Regions from separate parts of the Mus musculus genome. Here all the other regions are linked to region 4. Evidence: chromatin contacts called from public HiChIP or PLAC-seq and promoter capture Hi-C data. All regions are on one chromosome and are shown on one strand. Each heading gives the region's core, a stretch centred on a gene start, on an enhancer-like site or on the middle of the called end of the contact. The rest is flanking DNA. Distances are from core to core; before and after follow the strand shown.

Region 1 (2,700 bases), core at 53-2,552, 660 kb before region 4:
CTCGTGGTTCAGTGTCCCACCATGCTACACACCATCTCTCAACACACCAGAGAGCACATCTCTCGGTCCTTTCTCTTACTATTTCTTCAGCCCTGGGAACTTTTCCGTCTTCCAGTAGGTTCTTCCTCCCTAGAGCAAAGAGCCCCTCTTTCTAACTTTCCCAGAAACCCTGCCTATCTCCTTAGCGTTGGGCAGCACTAATAATCCTGGAGTTGCCAGCTCCCAGAAGGAGAGAGCCTTGTCTTGCTCTCCCTGTCATCCTCACGGTTGGCTCATTGCCTGGACCTTTAATAACTGTGTCCCTCCAGGTCAATCCCCCATGAAGGCATTTCTGCACCCGTGTCCCAGAGATGATGGAGGACCACAGAAAAATCCCAGTAGGGAAAATGTTCCTGCCTACATCCCCCTTCTGAGTTCCGCAGGCGAGGGAACATCATCAGACCTCAGGCCATCGGAGATGACTGGGGCGCAGCAGTCAGAGATGCTGCGCCCCAGCTCAGGCACCCCCGCCACTAGCACAACCAAGCAAGCTCCCCTCCCCACCCCAGCCCGGTTCTAGAACTATTTGTAGATATTTATAGCGCCCTCCCCCAGCCAGGAGCCCTCCTCCGCCCTGGGCAGTGCAGTGCAAAGAGAGGGAGACCCCTCCCCAGTAGAAGGTGGGGGCCTCTCATGCTAAGCTTTTCCCTGCTCCCCACTAAGGCAGCTGTAGTTACAGCTCCAGCCACAGCCCCCACACTCGCCCAGCACCCCAACCGCGCCTGGGCCTCGGCCAGCAGCCGCAGCAGCCCGGGATCGGGGGTGGGGAAGGCAAGAGCTGAGGCCTCGCGCCCCCAGCCCCGAGCTGCGCCGGAGGTGGAAGGGAGCGCAGCGCACAAAGCATGGCTGGAGCTCCGCGCCTCGGGACGCCCCCACCCCACCCCGGTCCAGCCAAGGGAGGGGGTCGCCGCGCCAGGCTCTGCCCCGCGGCCACGGAGAGCTGCGGAGAGCAGGCGGGTGGGGGCAGGGGGCGCCGGTTAAGCAGTCCCCCACATCTCGCCCCTACTCGGCCCCATGCCCCCGCCCCCGGGGCTGCGGGACCACCACGGGGGGAGACGGGAGTGGGGAGGACGCGGAGGCGAGGCCTGGGGTGCGGGGAAGATGCAGGGCTGCGGCGCGGGTCCCCGGCTCCAGGGTCAACTCACCCATCGTCCGCTGGGTCTCAGCAGCGGCGGTAGAAGCAGCGGCGGCGGCGGCTCCGGGGCCCCCGGGGTCCCCGGCGGGGAGATGCTGGCGTCCGCCGCAGCCTCTCCTCGCCCCATCCCGGGCTCCGGCGGCGGCGGCTGCGGCGGGCGCCCGGCATCGCAGGCAGCGCGGCCCGGGCCCGGCCCGATCCCCGCCCCCCACCCCACCTCCACCCCGTCCCGCGGGCCCGGCGCGGCCGCTTGACTGCACCCCGGGGCGGTAGCGGGGGCGCGGCGGCGAGGCCGAGCGCTGCGCTGGAGGTGCCCGCTCCCGCCGGCCCCCGCCCCGCCCCCGCGCGGCCGCGTCCCCTCCCCCGCCAGCCGGGCTTTGCGCGCTCCGGGCCAGGGGCGCCTGGACCGCGAGCTCCCGCCACCGCCCCGCGCCTCTTTCGTGTGTATGTGTGTGTTTCTGTGTGTGTGTGTGTGCGCAGCAATCGGACGCGCGAGTGTGCGCGTGCCCTGCCTGTGACCGTGCGTGCGCCGGCCCACTGCCCGGGCGTCCTGTGCGGGTGTGTGTGCTGTGTGAGGCGGAGCTGGCCAAAGTGCTTGTCGGGCTCTGCGTGTGAGTGGATCTGTGTGTCTGTGTTCTGCAGCGTGTGATAGATTGGCCCTTATGTGCATGGGGTGTGTAGATAGATCCGTACTGTGGCGTGATTGTGGGCATACTGTGGCTGGGGGCACAGGCCTCCTGTGTGGTGGTGTGACAAAGTCCTGACCGGTGTGTACATCACTGTAGCCCTATGCAGAGGCCTGGTACAGGAAAGCGTCTAAAACACTGGGTACTGGGTCGACACAGTGTCCGTGCTAGTTTGTGTCTTGCTCGGATGTGTTGGCCTCTGTACATCCTTCTGCCTCCACCCTCTTCATCAATGCACAAAGCCACCCATGAGGCGCAGAGGGTGACAGAATGTGCTGGATCTGGGATTCAACCCCAGACTTGGAGGTTTCTCCATTCTTCTTCCCCACCCCCCACCCCCAGGATGCTGCTTATAATGGGCATCTCTAGCACTCAGGTCACCTATGATAGATTTATTTATTTTGTTTTTTCAAGACAGGGATTCTCTTGTGTAGCCCTGGCTGTCCTGGAACTCAACTCTGTAGACCAGGCTGGCCTTGAACTCACAGAGATCTGCCTGCCTCTGCCTCCTGAGTGCTGGGATTAAAGGCGTGCACCACCAACACCCGGCTCTAAATGATCTAAATATCCCCAGAGCCCTGCTGGATTGCAGTCAGAAGCACCTGACATGGGTGCTGGGACTTGATCTCAGATTCTCTGGAAGGGTGCTCTTAACCACTGAGCCATTTCTCCAGCCCTGACACTTTTTCTTGATTTGAGGCATTCTGTTGTGACCTAAAAACCAGTACACCACCTCTATAACTTGTCTCCCTCTCAAGGTTATCAATTTGTCTGAATGTATTTACTTATTGTGGCGCTGGGAATGAAACCCAGACCCTCCCATATGCCAGCCAGTTACCA
Region 2 (2,700 bases), core at 189-2,688, 800 kb after region 4:
GTAGGGGCGGGGGTGGGGTGTGTGCTACTGGAGCTGGACCCACCTCGGTGCCTAGCCTCGGTTAGGGAACCCTGAGTTCTTATGGTCCCTCTTCGGGGAAGGGGATTAGGTTAGTAGACAGAGGCAGCATAAGGTTTCATTGGGTCTGCAAAGAAGATCTGAAGGATGGGTAGGAAGAAATGCGCCTGCCACTCAAAAAGGTACAGGTCGGGAGGCTTAGAGGTGAGACACCCCACAGTCTCTCTAAATTGTGACATAACAGGTGGCCTGGGTCTCAGCGCTTATCTACCCTTCTGGTCCTATCCTGGGCTACTTTCCTGTCCTCGGATGACAAGAGCGAGGCGATTTTGTACAGCATTTCTTTCTGCTCTAGTGCTACCCAACTCCACGGGTCCCTCTGTACTAAGTACACCAGGATGCTTTCCGCCTCTGTGACTTTGCACATGTCGTTCCCGCAGTCTGGGATACCCTTCTCCACTTCCTTCAGCTGAGCAACTCCTACCCATCAGCTCCCATTCATCTGTCCAGACTCAGCCCAGGCCTGTTAGGAGTTCCAGCAGCCGGGCTGAGTCGCTGTGCACCACCTGAGGACAGGCTCTGGTGAATGCGGCCCGGAAAAGTGATTGCGAAGCACAAAGTCTGGCGGCGGCAGAGCTCAACTGTCTGGGTTGGCGGGTCACAACGGCTGGAGGAGACTCCTGACATCAGCCCAGACTCCCACCAGCTGCTTGTGTGCCCAGCTTCGGGTGCAGAGCCTCAACTACCGCTGCCTTGCAGGGAGACTCCCTTGCAGGTGGTGGTGGTGGTGGTGATGGTGGTGGTGTCTGTGTTTGAAGCGGAGCTTAAGCTGTGGCCAGGAAGGCCTTAGGAAGTTTCTCTTTGTGGCCACAGAGCCCAATATGCTCCCGGGGATGGGGTAAGGCAGCGAGGGGTAGCCAAATGCCTTGGTTTGGAGGCAGGGAGAATTGGGAGACTCCACGGACTCGGACTCGCTGTATAAACTTTGGGCAAGCACTCTGCTCACCCGCCTCAGCTGTCCCGCCTGCAAAATGGGAACGCAGCAGCTCCACCGCAGTGCTCTCCAGTGGTTACACGCGGAACACCGGGTCAGGGCGCAGGCGGAAAGGGGTGCTCGGGCATGGGAAGGGGGGAAGCGGGGTTGGGGATGAGATTGTCCTCGAGCAGGGCGCTGCACCCGGGGCAACTTTGCCTCCAGCTGTTGAATGAGCTGGAGGAGGCGGTGGTGGGGTGAACTGAGACATAGCCCGGAGAGAGGTGGCCGAGGTGGGGCGGGGCCGGGGGGCGCGCTCGGCGGGTGCCCGGGGCTTGGCGGTCCGCGGTGCAGCCACCTCACAGGGCGCTGCAGCTGCAGTAGCGCCAGAGCCCAGCGCGGCCCCCGCCCCGTGGCGTGTGTCTGGGAGCGCGCTTGTGGCCGTGGAAGCAGACGGCGGAGGGGCGGGAGGGTCTGCAGCGGAGAGAGGCCTGTGAAGGGATCTGGCTACAGAGCCGGACGGACCGACAGACGCAGTGATCGCCAGCCCCTGAGGTCCTCCGCCCAGCACCCGGGCCCTCTGCGGGCAGCAGCCCTACGCGGCGGGAGGCGGGGGTGGCAGTGTCTGCGCGCACACGCACGCTCACAGACACACACGCCCGGGCCACGCCACAGACACACGACACGCACAGAGCCACGGCCGGCCGCCGCGCACACTCGCACCCGCGCTCACGCTCGCTCTCCGGCGCAGGCCCCGCAGCAGCCGCTGCCGGGAGGTGGTGGCATCCCGCTCGGATCCCAGTCAGGACTGGAGGTGAGTGGATTCCTCCGGATCCGAGTGCTGCAGGCGGCTGGCGGGGACCCCGGGAATCCAGGCTGAGCTGAGGGCTCCCTGGCCGCCAGCGGGGGTGGGGCTTGGAAAGGGACCTGGGAGGGGAGGATGAGGCAGGGAGAGCCACTCTTCTTGGTTCTTCTTGGTCTGGGGATCCCCCATAAGACCCCCAAGGGACCACCCTGCGCAAGGTGGTGGGGGAGAGGCTGGGCGGAGGCGTGGTGGGAGGGCAGGGAGGACGAGCGTCGAGGTGAACATTTTCGCGGTGGTGATGCAGAAGCTTGAGCAGGGTTTTGCTAGCCAGTACCACGCCGCACCTCTCTGGCCCCCATTTTGGCGAACCAGAGCTCCGGCCCGCTTTTCACTGAGTCGTGGCGGGTCAAGGAATTCATCTCACTGGTAAGGGGGGCTTCACAGGGTGGCTAGATCTCTAGCCCAGGGGGAAGGGACCGGCTTTCGACTTGCCCCCTATCTCTCAGGGGCACTGTGAATGTAGTAGGGGGACCAGAGTTAGGGTATGCTGGGACCCTTGCAAGGACTTGGATTTTTTTCCCCTCGGCAGGGCTGGTGTGGGACAGAAGCACCAGCATAAACGGACAGACTGCAGCTCTGACTGAGCCCCACCATTGCCTAGTGGTGTGTGTGTGTGTGTGTGTGTGTGTGTGTACTGCTACTGGCTAGGAGGGGGTAGAGGGTGGGTGTGTTGGCTGGTGGGGTGGTATATGCATGTGGAAAGGATGTGTATTGACTCAGGATAGACCCCCATTGCCACACAGACACACACACAATCTGTGGCTCAGCAGGGCTTCCTTGGAATATTTGGAGGGGAGAGAGCTTGTATGTGTCTGTGTGTCTGTATGTGCCTGTGTGCGTCTCT
Region 3 (2,700 bases), core at 193-2,692, 620 kb after region 4:
CGCCCAGGCCCAGGCACGTACCTGCAGCAGGTCCTCACCCAAAAACTCGGCAGTCTCCGGGGTGCTGTGGGGGAAGGGGGCTTTGGATGAGTCAGTCTGGGTTAGGGAACCCACTGCCTCCCTCTAACCCCTGCACATGGAACCTGAACCCAAGATGCTTCCAGGACCCACCAAGCCTGGGTGGCCCGTCCACATCGTAGCTGGAGCACATTCCATGGTAGTTAAGAGGATGCATGCCTGCTTCCTCCTCCACCCAGGGCTGTGTCCTGGGAGAGGGTGGACCCATGACACCGAAAAAAGCAGGAGGGAGCTACCCAGGGCCCAACTTCGGGACAGAGGAAAAGTTTCTCATCTCCCCATCCCCCTAAATAGTTTGCCTGGCCCGGAAAGAGGAGGCCTAAGCTGGCCCCCAGAACGGGAAGTGTGGAAGCTGGTCTCCGGGGTGGCCAGGCCCACAGGCATACGACATTGGACTGCAGCTGTGGGCAGGTCTGGGGACTCTGCCCAAGGATACATAGGGACATGGGTTCAGGGCAGAGTGGCTTGGCTTCGTAGGTACATATAAGTGTTTGTGTCACTGCAAGGTCTGGATCAAGTTTCTGGATACACGGTCACCTCTCTGGGCCCAAAGAATGGGGAACTCCCAGGCTGGGGAAGAGGGACAGAAAGAAAGGCTCCGAGAAACTCCCCAAACTTCCGCTCCCATAGTTTTGGGGCTGGGAACCGAGGAGACCAAGGGGTGTCTCTACCTGAGCCTACGAAAAGCAGAAGCAGGACCAAATGGCAGGAGGCCCCTGGGTTGGGGGAGGGGACGGACACCCAGAGCAGAGCAGGCCCCTCCTCCCCAGGCCAGAACACTGCCAGTCCCTTCCCCCAGGGTCTGGGGCCCCCGATCGGCTCCGTTCCTCCCCTTCCCTCCAGTTAGAGGTGGCTAACTGTTCCCATTGTCCGGAGGGGACAAATGAGGTTCCAGGCAGCGTCTTGGCTCAGGACGCATTCTGCTCTCTGCAGCAGCCTCTCCAACCGGGAATGGAGGTGCCTTCCCCCGCTCCCCCTCCACCGCCCGCAAAAGCCAGCTATGCTTGTGCGACCACAGTGACTTCAGACCCCAGGAAACGAGGTCAGGGCTCTGGCATGCCAGAGGGCCGCTGCCTAGATATCTTCGACCTCTGTGACCAGTTCCCCACTCTCCTGCGCTCGCTCAGGTCCTGCGAAACGATAGCACGGCTAGAAGCGGGTGACACTCACCGTCCCGAGCTGCCCGTGTGGGCCAGCTGCCGCATGCGGTGCAACTGCCTCTTCATCATCTTGGGTCCGGGCAGGGGGCCGAGGAGTCACCTTGGGGGTTGAGGCTGGCAGCCCCCGGCCCAGCCTGCTTCCCCGCGCGCTTCGCCCCGGATGGGTGGGCGGCGCTCTGGCTTCCTGGGCCGGCGCGCTCCTCTGGCTGGTGCTGGCGCTGGCGCGGGCGCTCTCCTCCCCCGCTCACGACTCCGCCCCCGGCCCCCAGGTCACTCCTTTCTCCAAGTTTGGAGTCTCTCTCTCTCTCAAGTTTGGAGTCTCTCTCTCTCTCTCTCTCTCTCTCTCTCTCTCTCTCTCTCTCTCTCTCTCTCTCTCTCTCTGCTTCCGGGCCTCAACGACCCCCGGGTTGTCCGACCCGCCTGCCGAGTGTCCGTCGGTCTGTCTCTCTGAGGTCCGCAGTTGAGTGCGGGCTCTTCCTTCCCGCAGCCTGTCCTGTCACCGCGGCGGGTGGCGGGAAGCAGGTAAGCTGCTCCTGCCATCACCGCCCTGGGTATAAACAACCTTTGCTCTCTTAGAGGGAAAGGAAGGCTGCCTAGAAGGGACAGGCCTTCAGGACCTGTGCAGGCCAGTCACTAGGGGATGCTGCCTGGGGACTTCTTCTCCACCATACTATTCCCTGACCATCCCCCTTGCCTGCTGGACCACTGGCTCAGAACTTGGGGTACCTGGGACTACCAGATACTAATGTCCTTGGATCAGTCCCCAAAATTCTGCATTCATTGTGTATAGTAGCTTGGTAGGACAACTGTCCTTGTCCAGTCTATGCCACAGGGTAAACAAGATACCCTGGTCTGCTTGGTCTGCTCGTCAGCCCTTGAGGTCCTGTCACTCTACACTTTAAAGAGTCCCAAGCTTTGACCGCTTCCCCTATTTGTAAAACTCTTTCTCATTTCTTTTAGCAAATGTCCCAGGCGCCTGCCCTTCCTTCTTGTCAGGCCTTGATATGTATGGGTGCTGCTCTGAACCCCCAAACCCGATTTTCTCTTTGAAATGTTCCGCTGAACACCAGCCTGAGCATACAATAGGTGTTCATAGCTACAGAGCAAGAGAGCCGGTGGGCAACTGCAAGCTGACTTCAGTATGCACCCTTCAGGCTTGGGAGGGGGAAGGGTGACTACAGGAAGCCCTGTGCACCACACCAAGCTTTGCTCTCTTAGTTTCAGTTCAGAGCCATACCACTTGAGCACCTACTGTGTGGGGGTAGAGAGTTGGTGTGCTCCTCAAAGACTTCCCTTTGCTCCAGACATCTCTGTGTACCCAGCACAGGTCTGGCACATGGTGTTCACTCAGCCGCTTTCCCCATTTAAGAAGTCCTATCGAGTGTGGGAGGAGCCCAGAGGGGTCCCAGCAGCTGCTGCAGCCAGAACATACTGGCCAGGAACAGCCACAGCCTCTCATCAG
Region 4 (2,700 bases), core at 55-2,554:
ACCCCGGACCTCTAAAGCAAAGTCACAGGCCCAGCAAGCAGAAGGGCCGTGAGAGACGATCTCTCAGGCAACTGACTACTACAAACCCCCGGTAACGTCTAATTCAGTCCAGAGCCACTGGATCCAAAATGTGTCTGATCCATACTCAACCAAGTCCCTCTCCTGATCAGCCTCCCAGGTGACATCTCAAAATGCTCTCAACCTCCATTTCCGGAGTCTCAAGAGACCTGCTGAGCCTCTGCCTCTGCTCCTACTTCTTCGATGGTTTCCTTCATCCTGGATCCCGAATGTGACCGGAAAAAGCCTTTCACCATTAGTCCATCCTACCTTCTGGATTCCTCTTCCTCCTGTGTCCTTCCCAGGACATGCCCTATGCCCTGTGGCTTCTACGTATTTGCACGGGTGTTCTCAACACCGTACCCTGTACCTTGAGCACATACCCTGCCCATCCTCTCTGTCCACGTAGCCCTCAGCTGCTCTCTGCCTCCCCAGCTCTGGTAGAGTCTGAGCTCACACTCAATTGCATGCCTGGGACAGGCAGGGAACGCTAGGAACGGAGATGGCTGAAAGACAATGGGCAGCTTCTTATTAACCCGGGGACTGAAATCATCAACCCAGCCTCCAGATATTTCCCATCCCAGCAAGGCCGCTAGACCTGTAGACAAATCGCGAGCCCCTCCAACGCCTTCCACTCAGAGCCAGCTCCACATCCCTGGGCCAGGCTGATATCACCAGCTGGCAGGAAAAGGCTCTCTCTGGGGAAATAAAAGGCAGGAGAGAATGAAGACTCGACGACTAAGGCGACTTCAAATATGGTCTCCTCCCAGGGGAAGGTCCCCCTCCACTCCTCGCCCAGCAGCCGTGATACTGCCAGCTGCCCAGTTAAGGATAGGGCGAGAAGCGTGAGGTAGGGCTCTTCATGGAGACAGAAGCCACGCTCCCTCATAATCTCCCGGATCCTCTGATGTCGAAAAACTTCGCTGAAGTTTTTGGAAGCGCGCGCGCCCGGCTTCCCTCTGAGCCTAAGTCCTCACCATGGTCCGGTCCCGCCCCGCCCCGGGCGCCGCTCACCGGCGCAGCTCTTGGACCTCCAGATCTTCACCAGGAGCAAGATCATAGCCAGGAGGTGGCTCAGGTCCCCGAGGATTCGGAACACGTTCATGGTCCCGCCCGCCGCTCCCGCGCCGTGTCGCGCAGAACTTCCCAGGGAACTTTCTGTTGCGCGGGGCGCTGCCACGTCCCCGTCCCTGCTCCTCGCGGTGCCCCAGGCCGGTGCCGCGCCTCCTTGCTGGCGCGCTCCCGCCGCGCGCACCCTTGGCCGCGCGGTGACGTGGCGGGGCGGCCAGGCGCGGGACAGGAGCCAGGAAGCAGCGCTTCTCACGTCCCCACGCCGACAGGCGGGGCAGCTTACACAGCCGCTGCTGGCCCAAGCCGAGCCCCTCCCTCTCTGGTCCTGCGTAGGCACCAAGTGTTCCTCTCATCCCCAGAAACCACAGTCAGGGCCTGGCACTCACTTCAAGTCCTGACTTTCATAGCTCTGTTGGGCCCTGGGTGGTGGAAGCAGGCTTTCAGCCGCGGAAGACCTCCCAGGTTGGAACTCCCGGGAAGTGGTGCTGAAAGGAGCCATCACCTGTTAAACTCTGAGATAACCTGAGCTAGCTCTGAGATAACCTTGTTGATGGTTTCCGGTGGGGAGAGAGGCTGACTCTGAGTCCCCTTTCTGGGCTTCAGTATTGACTACAAGGGAGATGCTAATGGTGTAAAAGAGGCTGAGTGTGTTGGGGATGCCCACCGCCTTCATTTCTGCCCCCCTCTTCTTCATGTGGGAAGACACTGGAAAGAACTTCACTGACCAGGAAAAACTCCAAGCACGGCATAGAGGCAGGCAGGATAGAGTAGGAAGAATCTTAGGTGGGCTGGAGGCCTCCATTGCTATGTGAAGCATCCTCTCTGGGCACAGGTCTATTAATCTATAGCTATGGAACCGATAAACCAAGGGCCTTTCTGCCTTCTCCTTGATCCCAGCCCCCCTCCCTCCTGTAGCTGGTTTCTTCCTAAAGAAATGGCTTCGTCTGGCTCCCTCTGTGTGCAGGAGAGGCTTCGGCAGGATGAAGATCTGTTGCTTACGGTGTTCGCCAACTCTTTCCTGGCCTCCATTGCTTTACCATTACTCCCCGCACAAAGCAGTTCTGGGAGGCTTTGCATGTGACCAGTAGCACTGCCTGGGGGGTGCAGCATGGGGGACCCTGGGCAGCTTGCTGTGAATCTACACACACACACACACACACACACACACACACACACACACCTTTCCTGGGGAGATGAAACACACTTGTCTGCTCACCCCAGATAGGGAGCCCACGACAGCCTAAAGTACAGATAGTACCAATATCCAGCTTCATGAATTAATGAGTTTTGCTGGAGTTACTTAGAGGAATATGGGTGAAGGGTTGCTTACAGGAGCAGGAATGACTCAGAGACAGCTGCATCACCAAAGCCCACCCAGCATGGGTGACAGCTCACCAAGCTGGGAACCTGGAGCTCTTCCCACTGCCTGCAGGCAGCTCAGCAGGTTGGAGAATATCCTTCCCAGGTGCCTCAGTTGGTCTAAATCTCTCGAAGGCTGCTCTTCTTGTTCTGAGTCTTCTTACTCCCTGCTTACTCTGGCAGGGAGGAGCCTAGGGAATCTGCTCAGTTTCA
Region 5 (2,700 bases), core at 71-2,570, 710 kb after region 4:
CTGCTTCTGCAGGTGAACTGGTGATACTCCAAACAAAACCAAGTCAGCAAAAGTCTGTGGTTCTTCAAGGCTGGGAAAGGAACTAGGTTATGTAGGTAAACTAGTTTCTTTACTGCAGGGGCTGTTCAGGGGTTGTGGTCAACCTTGTTTCCTTGGGTGAGTGATGCATCTAATTCGGAAAGTATGGGTGGCTTTGGGGACCTACACATCTTTCCAGATCCTCTGTGTCCTCTTAACCCTGTTCTCGCCACCCCGAGGGCACTTTCCAGTGCCCAGAGAGCTTCTAGCATGTGACTACAGGACCTTATTGTGGGAGTATTAGTCTCCAAGGCAGAAGGGAGTTTTGACGCTGCCTTTTCAAATGTAATTGATTTTAACCACACTCCCTCCCACCCCGCAGGAACGGCCATTTAGAAATGCAAGCATCCTGGTCCCCGTGTGCCATCAACTTGACTCAGGAATGAAAGTGCAGTCAGTCTGGACACTTGCAGGGACTGACTCCCTTCTTTGGAAAGGTGCCCATGACCCCTCCCCTCTGCTGCCCACACAGGCTGTCCTGGGCTTGGTGAAAGATGTGAGCTCTTGGCAGCGTGTTCGGGAACACTGAGACTGTGGAGGGGCAATTGTCCAGGTCACCGGCAGATAAGAGGCCTAGCTGGGAACAGGATGCAAATGAATGCAAAGCTGAGACACACACAGAGAGAGACTCACAGCTGACCGGGGCTTTCAAGTGCCTAGGCACAGGGTGTTTGTGGGAGGGAGAGGCACGTGAGTAGTCTGTCTCCGGTCGAAGTCCTGCTCAACACTTGTAAGGCCATTATCCCAGAACATGGACACGTGTGAAAGTTCTGCTAGCTTCTGAGGCCCTGTCCCACACTTTGCAGATATTTCCTGAAAGACAGATATGTATTATGTGACTTTCAGCAGAGTGAATATACCTACCATGCGAGTTTAAGTGGGAATGATGGGGCTCTGTATATGAGGTCCGAGCCCAGAGCTCGCTAAGTTGGTGTGACCTGTTGACTTCAGGGCGTGTGTGGCTAGTGGAGCGGACACTTGTCGCGTTCAGGGTTCCGGGTGGCCAGCTGCACCGGGAGTCGGGCTTGTAGAGGGTGCAGGCTGGTGTTGTGCTCATGGTGGGGGACAAGGTGAGCAGCAGCGGCGGCAGTGGCCCTGGCGGTGGCGCGCGGGGTGTGGGCGCGCGCGTGGCGGCTCCGCCCCGTCGGGGGCCGGGCAGGTGTGGGAGGGCCGTGCGGACCCCGCCAGGACTGGCCCGGAGAGCCGGCGGGAAACAGGAAGCGGGGGTGGGGGGTGGGGAGGCGCGGCTGGCCCGCAGAGCGGCCGGGAGGACGACCGGAGCGCAGCGGGTCGCGGGCAATGTTGGGTGGCCCGGGAGGCCGCCGGGCTGGGGGCGGAGCCAATGACCCCGAAGGCACCGCCCCGTCGCGCCTCCGGAGCCGTCGGCCGAGCACAGAGCCGGGAGCTCAGGGCAGCTGCAGCGCCCGTGGTGAGTGCGGGGAGGACACGGGCGGGACAGCAGCGTGGGGACGTGAAAGGACGCCGACGGGACGCCCGGGAGGACGCGGGCGTGACCTCTCGGGGACCCGGGAGGGTGCAGGCAGAGCAGCTTGGGATCCCGGGAAGACGGAGCCCGACAGCGCCGGGACCCGCGGGCGACGCCCAGGTGCGGTGACCGCGGCTCCGTGCCCACCGTGCTTGTCGCCCGCAGGCTCGGAGGACGCGGCCATGCAGGGCCGGGCGGACGCGGGCGAGGCTGACGAGGAGGCTGGGGCGGGTTCGGGGTCGGAGGCCGAAGAGGACGCGCTGTGGGAGCGGATCGAGGGCGTCCGGCACCGACTGACGCGCGCCCTGAATCCGGCCAAGCTCACGCCGTATCTGCGCCAGTGCCGCGTCCTGGACGAACAGGACGAGGAGGAGGTGCTCAGCACCTACCGTTTCCCGTGCCGCGCTAACCGTACCGGTGAGCCCGCCGCCAGGGGTTTCCTCTCCCTTCCTAGGCCCGCTCCAGAGCAGACAGCTGGATGTGGTTGCCGGTGCCGATGGCGACCCCTGTGGGATCTTTACTGTGCTCTTTGACCTCTCTGGTTCTCTCTGTCCCATTTGTGTATCCCTTAAAGAATCAGTTTTTCTCAAGAGCTCAAATCCGGGCTCAGTTCTCCGAGGCTCCTCTCCCACTGGGCGTCTTTGTACCAGGACTGTCAGAGGGACTAAAAGTATCAGGGAACTTAAGTCAATGAGAGCATTTTGCCTGGGAAACGCAGGCATCCGATGCCCCCGGGCATGCGTAACGTGTGTGTGTGTGTGTGTGTGTGTGTGTGTGTGTGTGTGTGTGTGTGTGTGTGTGTGTAGGGGTTGCTGGGGACCTGCTCCAGTGCAGGTGCTCTGGGGAGGGTCTGGTGTTCCTAGCCAGGGCAGACTGAGCTTTGCTCCCTGATGTGTTGGGACAGGCCCCGGTGTGTGTCACAGCCCAAAAATCTGGGGAACGTAGGCCCTGGAGCATTGTCGGGGTGGAGAGCAGGGGCACTGGGGGAAGACCTCATCCTGACCCCTGTCACAACCTTTACCCTCAGGGCGCCTCATAGACATTTTACGCTGCCGGGGCAAGAGGGGCTTCGAGGCCTTCCTGGAAGCCCTGGAATTCTACTACCCAGAACACTTCACGCTGCTCACTGGCCAGGA

The links. Promoter capture Hi-C pulls out the DNA fragments that hold promoters and counts their contacts. HiChIP or PLAC-seq counts read pairs in DNA pulled down with a chosen protein or histone mark.
Region 1: a contact with region 4 is called in a promoter capture Hi-C map of liver, with 2.7 times the contacts expected there. The contact joins the promoter of Mgat3 here to the promoter of Kdelr3 in region 4. A contact is called at or near these places in 3 of 39 promoter capture datasets (cranial neural crest and liver) and 1 of 115 datasets of contacts at active chromatin or transcription factors (pancreatic cancer cells).
Region 2: a contact with region 4 is called in a promoter capture Hi-C map of liver, with 5 times the contacts expected there. The contact joins the promoter of Elfn2 here to the promoter of Kdelr3 in region 4. A contact is called at or near these places in 2 of 39 promoter capture datasets (both in liver).
Region 3: a promoter capture Hi-C map of liver shows a contact between it and region 4, with 2.3 times the contacts expected there. The contact joins the promoter of Sh3bp1 here to the promoter of Kdelr3 in region 4. A contact is called at or near these places in 2 of 39 promoter capture datasets (embryonic stem cells and liver) and 1 of 9 other capture datasets (liver).
Region 5: a FOXA1 HiChIP or PLAC-seq map of pancreatic cancer cells shows a contact between it and region 4. The contact joins the promoter of Card10 here to the promoter of Kdelr3 in region 4. A contact is called at or near these places in 1 of 39 promoter capture datasets (liver) and 1 of 115 datasets of contacts at active chromatin or transcription factors (pancreatic cancer cells).

Annotation. Positions count from the first base shown.
Region 1 is chr15:80,172,323-80,175,022 of GRCm38.p6, reverse strand. It overlaps Mgat3 (mannoside acetylglucosaminyltransferase 3), which reads right to left and starts at 1,302. Exons shown (of 2, transcript NM_010795.4): 1 at 1,185-1,302.
Region 2 is chr15:78,717,509-78,720,208 of GRCm38.p6, reverse strand. Elfn2 (leucine rich repeat and fibronectin type III, extracellular 2) reads left to right here and starts at 1,438. Exons shown (of 2, transcript NM_001358692.1): 1 at 1,438-1,805.
Region 3 is chr15:78,898,510-78,901,209 of GRCm38.p6, reverse strand. Sh3bp1 (SH3-domain binding protein 1) reads right to left here and starts at 1,442. Exons shown (of 18, transcript NM_001316684.1): 1 at 1,249-1,442; 2 at 22-64. The coding sequence starts at 1,307.
Region 4 is chr15:79,515,012-79,517,711 of GRCm38.p6, reverse strand. Kdelr3 (KDEL (Lys-Asp-Glu-Leu) endoplasmic reticulum protein retention receptor 3) reads right to left here and starts at 1,304. Exons shown (of 5, transcript NM_134090.2): 1 at 1,072-1,304. The coding sequence starts at 1,162.
Region 5 is chr15:78,801,662-78,804,361 of GRCm38.p6, reverse strand. Card10 (caspase recruitment domain family, member 10) reads left to right here and starts at 1,320. Exons shown (of 21, transcript NM_130859.2): 1 at 1,320-1,507; 2 at 1,730-1,981; 3 at 2,592-2,700. The coding sequence starts at 1,378.